Regions from separate parts of the Hordeum vulgare genome. Here region 1 is linked to region 2. A link is a contact called in public Hi-C data. All regions are on one chromosome and are shown on one strand. The core of a region is the stretch at or near the end of the contact, and the rest is flanking DNA. Distances in the headings are between cores, read along the strand shown.

Region 1 (4,860 bases), core at 1,825-4,324, 640 kb after region 2:
AAAATGATATAAAATAACATATAAAGCATACAATATTGATGATATAACAACATAAATAATAAAAATTATATACGTTAGAGACGTATCAGGAACCTGCTCAAAGGAAGGGTAGGACAAAAGATGTTGTACAAATTTTTACCACCAAACATGTATAACTACATACATATGGTTCATGAATTGGAGTTAGCTTGTCGTCGCTCTATGTTATGACAATTGCATAAATGTTCTCATCCACGCAACACTCATTATCTACTTCCATGCCTACATTCTTCATTATCATTGCTCTCTTTATAATTACTACATCTGCAATTTTTTATTTTACTGCAATATTATTACCGTTACTATTTTGACTAATAATGTTATCATATCACTTTATTACTAATATTTTTTGTGAAACAAGTTATTTATCTAGGTGTTATTGAATTGACAACTCAATTGCTAAGGTTTATTATAAATATTCTTTCGCTTTTCTGGCGCCGAATCAATAAATTTGGTTTGAAATACTTCCTTCATAGACTGTTGCAGTACCCTACACTTTGGGTCATCAACTGCTTATGAGTTTCCTCTACCGATGCAGTTTCGGTCCGATAATATGGTAGTTGCATCCATTCCATCTTTCTCGGCTCGCACGTGTCCTAACGGCTATGACCCCGACATCTCAGATTTACATACCCTCCATTTCCTAGCTCGTTAAATTCGTCGACGATGTCTCTTCCCTTGCATCGGCTCTCTCCGCCTCATCGTCTTTCAAACGGTGTCTACCTCCATGCCTCGCCCTTGTGCCTAATCCTAAGCTCCACCGGCGGAGCTATGTTGAGGCCACGGGGTCGCTGCCCCCCCCCCCAGCCTTGGAAAAAAGTTTGAAGATTTTTTTTTGAGGACCTAGATGAGGGGGAAATTAGCTTTTGGCCTCCCAGATTTGCATCGTTTACGCTTGGCCTCCCAGTAGTTTGTGTCTACCTCCGCCACTTCTAAGCTTGTTTGTCCAGCAGTGTCGGGTGCCACTCTCCGACGGCAAGTGCAACCCCACCTCCCTTACTAAGGAGGCGGTGTCGACCAACGGCCTAACTACCTCATCTCCGGACCCTGATCCGGCGGCTATAAGTTTGCTCAGACTCAAGCCAAGACAACACCTTTGCTCGGGTTGCCAATGTCGACACTCGCGGATGATGGCTTACCTCAAGGCGCTCCCATGGCCTTTTTCTGTCCCTCTTCGAACTGAGGGAAAACTTTGGTTCCTTGGACAGGATGGCGACGGCGCCACAACATCGTTCTTCTTCATGAACGTATCATCTTACTCGCACGCGGCCTCCCCGATGTTGGCTTTTGGCGATGTTGGATGTTGTGTTGGTTCGACTTACCTCTCTAGCTCCGAGCTTGGTGGATTGTTGCATTGTATCCTTTGTCCAGGTCCATCATTTCTTGTCTCTTTGCTCCATGCATTTCTTGCGTTTGTGTCATCTGTTGTATTTCTATTGGGAAACGTTTATACACGGCGCGCCGGTCGAACCGTTTCGGCCAGACGCACCGTGTTCGTCCGATCTGGGCGGATCGCGCGTCCCCTCTGCGCAGGCCGCCGTCGCCCCCTCCCCCCCCCCCCGCTGGCGCCTCCGTCGCGTGCGTCCCCTCTGCCCAGGCCGTCGTCGCCCCCTCCCCCCGCACAGGCGCCGCCATCGCGTGCGTCCCCTCTGCGCATGCCGCCGTCGCCCCCTCCCCCCGCGCAGGCGCCGCCATCGCGTGCGTCCCCTCTGCGCATGCCGCCGTCGCCCCCTCCCCCCGCGCAGGCGCCGCCGCACGCCCTCGTACCTTCGCTGGCGTCCCCTTTGCGCAGGCCGCCGTCGCCCCCCCCACTCGCATGCGCCGCCGCACGCCCTCGTACCCTTTGCTGGCACTGCTGCAAAACCACCATCGCCGGTGCTCGGGCCGAGCCACGGGAGATGCCATGGCTGCCTCCTGCCATGGACGGATCTGTGTGTATGCATCTATTAAAAAAAGCTATAAGCGGTGTGCAAAAAGCTTCAAACGGCATTGAAAAAGCTTCAACCGGCATGAAGAAAAGCTTCAAGCGTTGACGAAAATTTTGTTACAAGCGTTGGCATGGCGAGATGCAACCATGATGAAAAAAATGGTACAACCATTATACAAATTTGCTACATCCGTAATTCTATTTTGTTGCAAAACCGTTATGCTCTTTGCTACAAGCGTCGGCATGGCGAGCTGCAACCATGATGGAAAAATGCTACAACCATTATACAAATTTGCTACGTTCTTCATTTGATTTGTTGCAACCGACGATATAAAAAGCTTCAACCAGCAAAACACAAAAAGCTGCAATCCTTGACTCAAAAGTTTCAACCATATGTTTGAAAAGCTTCAACCACAGACCAACGAGGAAAGCCTGTCATTTTTGCTACAACTAGCAAAAAGCTTCAAACGACATGGAAAAAGCTTCAACCGTTGTGGAAAAAGCTTCAAGTGACGCGGATTTTTTTCAAGGAAAGTGAAAAAAGCTTCAAACCGGCGACGTCGACGACGACGAGCGGCGAGCGACGAAGGGAGGGATGAGGGTGCTGTGACGAGAGGCGACGAGCGCGCCGATGAGCAGCTCTGACGAGTGGCTTCGACGAGCGTGCTGGCGAGCGCGCCGATGAGCGGCTCCGGCGAGCACGGGGTGTGTTGTGCTGCTTCGAGCTCAGTCGCCTCACGGGAAATTACTGCCGGGGTCAATAGCGCTCGTGACGCTGCAATTTTACACAGGAAGACGATGCAAGAGATTGGCGAAGAGACAAACAGATCTGATGGCTAGCAGCTGTTGCATCGTAGGGTCACTCGTTGACCGGCGGAGGCGCTCGCGCGGGTGCGCCGGCACAGAAGGGTGCCTATTTTTATCTGTATCCGTTATAATTCCTTGCATTAATGAAATGATAAAGGAAAAAAAACTGCGGAGACAACGGAGTAAATTTCCTACTGTATGTGACACGGATTGCATCATGTGGAGTGATTGGCGTGAGGGAGCGAAAAAATAAAATAGCCACACGTCCCCTGCTGCGGTGATTTCCCCTCTTTGACTTGTAGTTGCAGGTTGCCTTCCAAGACCCAAAGAAAGGTAGCTGCCTCTGGTTTCGCCGCTTCGCTAGTGTTCGTGTGTGCCCGAGAGTGACCGAGTGGACGGACGCTACCTACTCGTCGTCTCCGATGCCTCTCCTCCCGCTTCAAGGTAACATGTCCTCCACTATCAGTATCAGCATCCCCCCTTTCCTTCTTGCTGGTCTCGGATGTGCTCCAAGCTCCGCAAGTCCAGCAAGAGAAGTTTAGTTCGGTAATTTCAGTATCTATTTACAGTCGCGGCCGCAACAGGGGATGGAATAGAATGCTGCAATTTGATGGATAGAGGTCCCCTTTGGCAATTAGTTGTCTCGGCTGAGCAAATCCCTAGCTTAATCGATGAATCTCACGGCTGGAATTCGATATCCCCTCAGGATTTCCTGCGATTTTCCCATCACACACACATAGGATTCACAATCCCCGTCTGTTTGCATTCGAAATCCATCCTCAGTTTACCGTTTCCCCAGTAACTTCATTGCCCCAGTAGCGAGCATATCCTTTCTGAATGTTTCTCTGGATAACCCAACAATATGGTATATTTTTCTTTCTTTTGCAGCCCTTCCATCTGTCGGCGTCGTCAGACCACTGAACAGTGAACTCCCACCGACGTGGATGTGACGACGATGTCCATCGCGTGCTGCCTGCCGGTGGTGGAGTGCGTGTACTGCCTGGCATGCACGCGGTGGGTGTGGCAGCGCTGCCTCCACACCACCGGCTACGACAGCGAGACCTGGGGCCTGGCCTCGTCCGGGGAGTTCGAGCCGGTGCCGCGGCTATGCCGGTTCATCCTCGCCGTCTACGAGGACGACCTCGAGACCCCGCAGTGGGCGCCGCCGGGGGGCTACGGCATCGATCCCCGGTGGGTGCTGCGCCGGCGGACGCCCGAGCACACGCAGGGGCGCGCCCCGACGTACCTGCTGTACCTCGACCACCGGCACGCGGACGTGGTGCTCGCCGTGCGCGGCATGGACATGGCCAAGGAGAGCGACTACGCCGTGCTGCTGGACAACAGGATCGGGCAGGCGGGCTTCGACGGCGGCTACGTGCACAACGGCCTGCTCAAGGCCGCCGAGTGGGTGTTCGACGCCGAGTGCGACGTGCTCAGGGACCTCCTGGCCAGGAACCCCGGCTACACGCTCACGTTCGCCGGGCATTCCCTCGGCTCCGGCGTCGCGGCCATGCTGGCTCTGCTGGCGGTGCGCGACAGGGAGCGGCTGGGTGGCGTGGAGAGGAGGAGGATACGGTGCTTCGCCATGGCGCCCCCCAGGTGCACGTCGCTCAATCTGGCAGTCCGTTATGCCGACGTCATTAACGCGGTCATTCTTCAGGTGCTAAGCTTTGTCCATAATGTACACCCCCATCATCAGCAGCATTTTTCTTTTATCATTTGTCAAGATAAACAGCCCAACTGAATTCTGCTTATATTGTCTGATTCTTGTTTTGGTAAATCACAGGATGATTTTCTTCCTCGCACCGACATTCCGTTGGAAGACATTATCAAGTCACTTTTCTGGTAAAGAAACCATGATCAACGGGGTAACTCATACTTGCAGGGGGATCCTGTTACTCTGTCTCTAGTCTGTATCTTTTCAGGGTGCCTGATGCAGTCCCCTTAATTTGTACAGCTTGCCATGCCTTCTGTGCGGGAATTGCCTCATAGCTACATGTATACCTGAAAGTGTCATGTTGAGGGATCCAAGGCGTCTGTACGCACCAGGCCGGCTTTACCACATCGTTGAAAGGAAACCTTTCAGG
Region 2 (5,362 bases), core at 1,582-4,081:
TGATTAACCCCTCTCGCAAGCATCTGCAACTACGAAAGAAGAATTAAGACAAAGTCTAACCATAGCATTAAACTAGTGGATCCAAATCAGCCCCTTACGAAGGAACGCATAAACTAGGGTTTAAGCTTCTGTTACTCTAGCAACCCATCATCTACTTACTACTTTCCAATGCCTTCCTCTAGGCCCAAATAATGGTGAAGTGTTATGTAGTCGAAGTTCACATAACACCACTAGAGGAAAAACAACATACAACACATCAAAATATCGAACAAATACCAAATTCACATGACTACTATTAGCATAACTTATCCCATGTCCTCAGGAACAAAAGTAACTACTCACAAAGCATAATCATATTCATGACCAGAGAGGTAATGAGTAGCCTCAAGGATCTGAACATAAACTCTTCCATCAAATAATTCAACTAGCATCAACTACAAAGAGTAATTAACACTACTAGCAACCTTACAAGTACGAATCGGAGTCGGGAGACGAAGATTGGTTACAAGTGATGAACTAGGGTTTGGAGATGAGATGGTGCTGATGAAGATGTTGATGGTGATGAGTCCCCTCCGATGAGAGGAGTGTTGGTGATGACGATGGCGACAATTTTCCCCTCCGGGAGGGAAGTTTCCCCGGCAGGATCGTCCTGCCGGAGCTCTAGATTGGTTCTGCTCAAGTTCCGCCTCGTGGCAGCGGCGAATCCTCGAAAAAGCCTCCTCCTGATTTTTTTCGGAACGAAACCCTTCATATAGCAGAAGAGGGGAGCCAGTGGGCCAGTAGGGAGCCCACAAGCCCCCTAGGCGCGGCTAGGGGGGTGGCCGCGCCTAGCGGGCTTGTGGCCACCTGCTGGTGCCCCTCTGGCACTTCTTCGGCCCAATATTTTTTATATATTCCCAAAAAAATCCATGTTGATTTTCATGGCTTTTGGAGTTGCGCAGAATAGGCATCTCAAACTTGCTCCTTTTTCAGGCGAGAATTCCGGCTGTCGACATTCTCCCTCTTCATGTAAACCTTGCAAAAAAAGAGAGAAAATGCATAAGTATTGTACCGTGAAGTGAAATAACAGCCCAAAAAGCAATAAATAACAATATGAAAGCATGATGCAAAATGAACGTGTAAGTGAGTCGCCGCCGGCGTCTGCTGACGCCGGAGCAACGACTCAACCCAATCTACGTAGGCGACTCTTCCCACTGGGAGCTCTGGTTCGCGGTCGAGCACGAGGAGGAGCGCCGACGCGACATGCGTGACGTGCAGCCAAGAGGCCCTCCGCCGCCCCCGCCCGTCGTTAACGAGGACCAGGAGGCGGAGGCCTCCTACCAGGCGGCGCTGACAGCCATTCTCGGTGAGAGTGAGGAGTAAGAGCGGCGCAAGGCCGAGGAGGAGGAGGCGTACGAGGCGCTGCTCATGGAGACCATCGCGTTGTCTGCCGCCGGCGACTACGTCGTGCCACCTCCGTCGAAGACCGAGCCTACAGAGCCGCAGCGGGAGGTCTACCAGTGGATCAGCTGCCTCCGCGAGTGGGTCAGCGCGCCGCCCATCTGGCTGGGCGCGACACCGCAACAGGAGGAAGCCTACCTCCTGCACTGGAAGTTGCAGCGCCTGTCGGCGGAGCGCACCGAAGGCCTTCGACAGATGGCGCTGGAGAAGGAGGCGGAGGAGGAACGATGGGAGATGGAAGAGGAGGAGCGCGCCCGTGCTGTGTTGCCACCGCCACCAGCATTGCCCGCGCCGACGGGACAGACGACAGAGGTATCGTGGTATCGATTCCGACAATAGAAAGGGGTAGGATAAAGGAGCATGATCTATCGAGATGCAAATGGTGACACGGTGATTTTAGCGAGTTCGGGCCTCTCACGGTGGAGATAATGTCCCTACGTCTCGTGCTCCGGAGAGGCTTCGTTTTATCTATCATGGACATGAGTTACATGGTATATTTGAGAGAGGGAAGAACAGATCTCCTAGCTAAGTCCTGAGACTAGAGAGAGCCAGAGCTCCAGGGGAAGAATGAGCCCGCAACGGGAGAAGAAGCTAGCCCTTGAGCTATGTGGTGGGGTGGCTTATATAGAGTGCGTCACTCTCTCATTTCCTTTGTTACAAGATGGAACATTAGTGCCATGATGACAAACCACTACGAAACCTCCACTATGAGTATGATGCTTCGACTGCCTTGTTGGTCTTCGCATATCCGAGTGAGACATATGGCCAAGTGGTTTACCGTCGTCCGAGTGGATACTATGTATGTATTTGTCTGGTCCCACCTCATGTGTGGACCCCATACAATTATGGTATTTCGACCTTTCATGGGCCTACCCGTTTTGTGTATCCTCAGCGGGAGGCGCAGACAGTTGCGCTCTGGAACAAGGCGTTCCCGTTGGCCGGCCCTGCGCCTACGCTGACCTCACCGGCCCCGACAATGACGACGACGCCTAGGGCTGCCTCATAGTTTAGTTTTTTATGTTTAATTAATGTAATAGAGACACATGGACTCTCGTTGGCTTCGTGGCCGGCTTTTAATGTTTAATTGTTATTTGTTTATTATTTTTAGAAATGCTTTATTTTTTTCCACGCGTTGACAAAAATGCGTCACGCCAGCGTTGGGCGCATGCGTCGACCCAAACGCCGAAGCAGATGTTGGTATTCGTCAGACCGATCCAAACGCCAAAGCAGACATTGATGTCCGTCGGGCAGACCCAAACGAATAAAAAATTGATAAAGTCGTCGTCTATTTGGGTCCGTGGGTCCGTGGGTTGGAGTTGCTCTTATTGCACCAATCAGACGGTTCCGGGAGTGGCCGATCCGGCCTGCACTAGGCCGGTCGACCGGCGCAGAGTAGCGGCCTCGAGAAGCGCAGAGCCAGCCAAGGCCGCTCAGCACAGCAGTGAGCGTAAAGGGGAAAAGGGTGGGTCAAGGCGGCAATTTGTCTCCCCTTCCCGCTGAAGCTGTATAGGCGGCGCCAAGCGGGCCTGTTTCGCGGGAAAATTTCGCGAGCAAATCGGAGGTGCGAGGCTGATGGCGAAGAAGAGCGAGAGGGCGGAGCAGGTGGCGGCGGTGCGCGCGGTGCTCGGCGAGGAGACGCCGGAGATGGACATCATCCGCGCGCTCCACATGGCCGGCGACGACCCCACCAAGACCATCAACATCCTCCTCGACCTCCACCACAGCCTGCCGCCGCCGCCGTCGCCGTCCCCGTCGCCCCCACCCCAGCCTCCGCCCGTCCAACCCACCAAACCCCCCAGCAAATCGATCCCGCCGCCCAAAACCCCCGCGCAGCCGAAGCCCGCGGCGGCGGCGGCGGCAGGGAAACCTAGGCCCAAGTCCAACCCCGCGCCCGCCGGCGGCGGCGAGCACTGGTGGCTGGTGGGGAGCGCCGAGATGGCCGGCCTGTCCACCTGCAAGGGCAGGCGCATCGCCGCCGGGGAACCGGTCACCTTCTCGTTCCCCAGCTCCGCGACCGCAGCCGCCGCATCGGGCAAGGGCCGCCCTGGTCGCTTTGCCCTCGCTTCCTGCACCTCGGAGATTATGCGCTTCTCAACCCCGCAACACGGGGAGGTACATTACTGATTACTCGGTCATCACCGCTTATTTCCCCATTCTCTGATGCTGCACCGCATCGCATCATGTATATTAGTGGTGTATAATGACTTCTTGTTTCTAGGTCGGTCGTATCCCCAACGAGTGGGCGCGGTGTCTGCTACCCCTTCTCAAGGAGGGGAAGGTCAAAGTCGAGGCCCTGTGCAAATCCGCTCCTGAGGTTCTTAGCATCATGGACACTGTCCTCTTGTCTGCTAGGTATCTGAATTTTTACCGATAAGGAACTATCCACCGTACCCATTTGTGCTGTCTCATGTATATTAAGTTCAGTGTGGTTGTGCATTTTGCAGCATATATATCAACAGCTCCATGTTCCGTGACCAAAAGCAGTCACCGCCCAAGGCAACACGTGCTGCTACGGAGGACTCCACATTCCATCCACTCCCCGCACTTTTCAAAGTCATCGGGATTACCCCTTTTATGAAGGTGAGCGGTCTTCAGTTTGTTGCGTCCCTAAAGGATGTACTGATAAAAGATGAAAACATTATTCACAAGGTCATGATTACATTAAATGCTTTGCTCGCTGGTATGATTGCTTGCAAGATGGTATGATCTCTTGTTCATTCTAGCAAAAAAAGGATTGTAAAATGTCATCATTAGTACCTACGATCTCTTGCTTTGATAGAAAATATCGTCGATGGATGATGAACTATAAAGTAGAACTGAGAAGTATGAAAGAGGTGTATTTTACTTCATAACCATGTATATTACATAATTGGAGAGATATGGAATGCAAATAAAGGCATCAATTGCCAAGGCACAAGGAGTTCTGTATAAAATTGGGCAATTGTCTTGCTTATGCGTTCTGCGCCAGAATCACTTGCTCTAGTTCTCTTTTCATTTAATTTTATTCAAATAAATAACAGGCAGCATTTACTCCCGAGGATCTCTATTCCAGAAAGCGACCAATTGAAAGAAAGGTAAACTATTATTGGCTCATGCTTTACACTACTATTGTCATAAGAACTATTGGGCTCACATCTGCCTGAACAGAGCAGTAACGGGGAGCCAGCCACAAAGTTGACATCTGAGAAAATGAAATTATCTTCTAGCGGAAATGAAGATGACCATGCTGAGGGAACTGTTTCAGATTCAGATTTGGATGTTATAATTGGAATCTCAGACAGTTCTGCATTGGAGGTAAGTTAACAATCTTAGTTTTGTCATTTTCAGACATAAGTTGGCTGTCCTGACTTCAGTAATGCGCCCTTTTATCCCTTAAAGGAGAGGGATCCACCTGAGGCTCTGCAGTGCGATCTGCGCCCTTATCAGAAGCAGGCCCTTCATTGGATGCTGCAGCTTGAGAAAGGCAGTTGCTCCCAGGATGCAGCTACAACCCTTCACCCTTGTTGGGAGGCATATAAGCTTGATGACAAGTATGTCTGGCTTATATTTGCATCTGCTATTTTGTTTTAGTATGATTGTTCCAAATTTAATCGATATTTATAATCCTACTCATTTATTTCAGGAGGGAATTTGTTTTGTACTTGAATGTATTTTCAGGGGATGCCACTACTGAATTTCCTAGTACATTACAGCTTGCTAGAGGAGGGGTAAGGGTTATATAAAATACTTTACTGATGTATCCTTGCCATGCCTGTTGAAAATCCTAATTGTGCTTTTATGTGATACTTTTATTAACTGATTTAGTATATTGCAGATACTGGCAGATGCAATGGGACTAGGAAAGACTATCATGACGATAAGTCTTCTTCTTTCTGATTCTAGCAAAGGATGCGTCACAACTCAGCATAGTAGTCAGATCTCT

Evidence for each region. A called contact is a pair of places that touch in the nucleus more often than the background predicts.
Region 1: a contact with region 2 is called in a Hi-C map of seedling, with 9 times the contacts expected there. The contact joins the promoter of LOC123402827 here to the promoter of LOC123402780 in region 2. A contact is called at or near these places in 3 of 6 Hi-C or Micro-C datasets (leaf and seedling).

What each region holds. Positions count from the first base shown.
Region 1 is chr6H:63,331,163-63,336,022 of MorexV3_pseudomolecules_assembly, forward strand. It overlaps LOC123402827, which reads left to right and starts at 3,075. Exons shown (of 6, transcript XM_045096785.1): 1 at 3,075-3,217; 2 at 3,662-4,433; 3 at 4,560-4,618; 4 at 4,731-4,859. The coding sequence starts at 3,729.
Region 2 is chr6H:62,689,015-62,694,376 of MorexV3_pseudomolecules_assembly, forward strand. It overlaps LOC123402780 (DNA repair protein RAD5A), which reads left to right and starts at 2,832. Exons shown (of 20, transcript XM_045096741.1): 1 at 2,832-3,552; 2 at 3,659-3,792; 3 at 3,885-4,020; 4 at 4,461-4,514; 5 at 4,588-4,734; 6 at 4,819-4,970; 7 at 5,063-5,147; 8 at 5,255-5,362. The coding sequence starts at 3,013.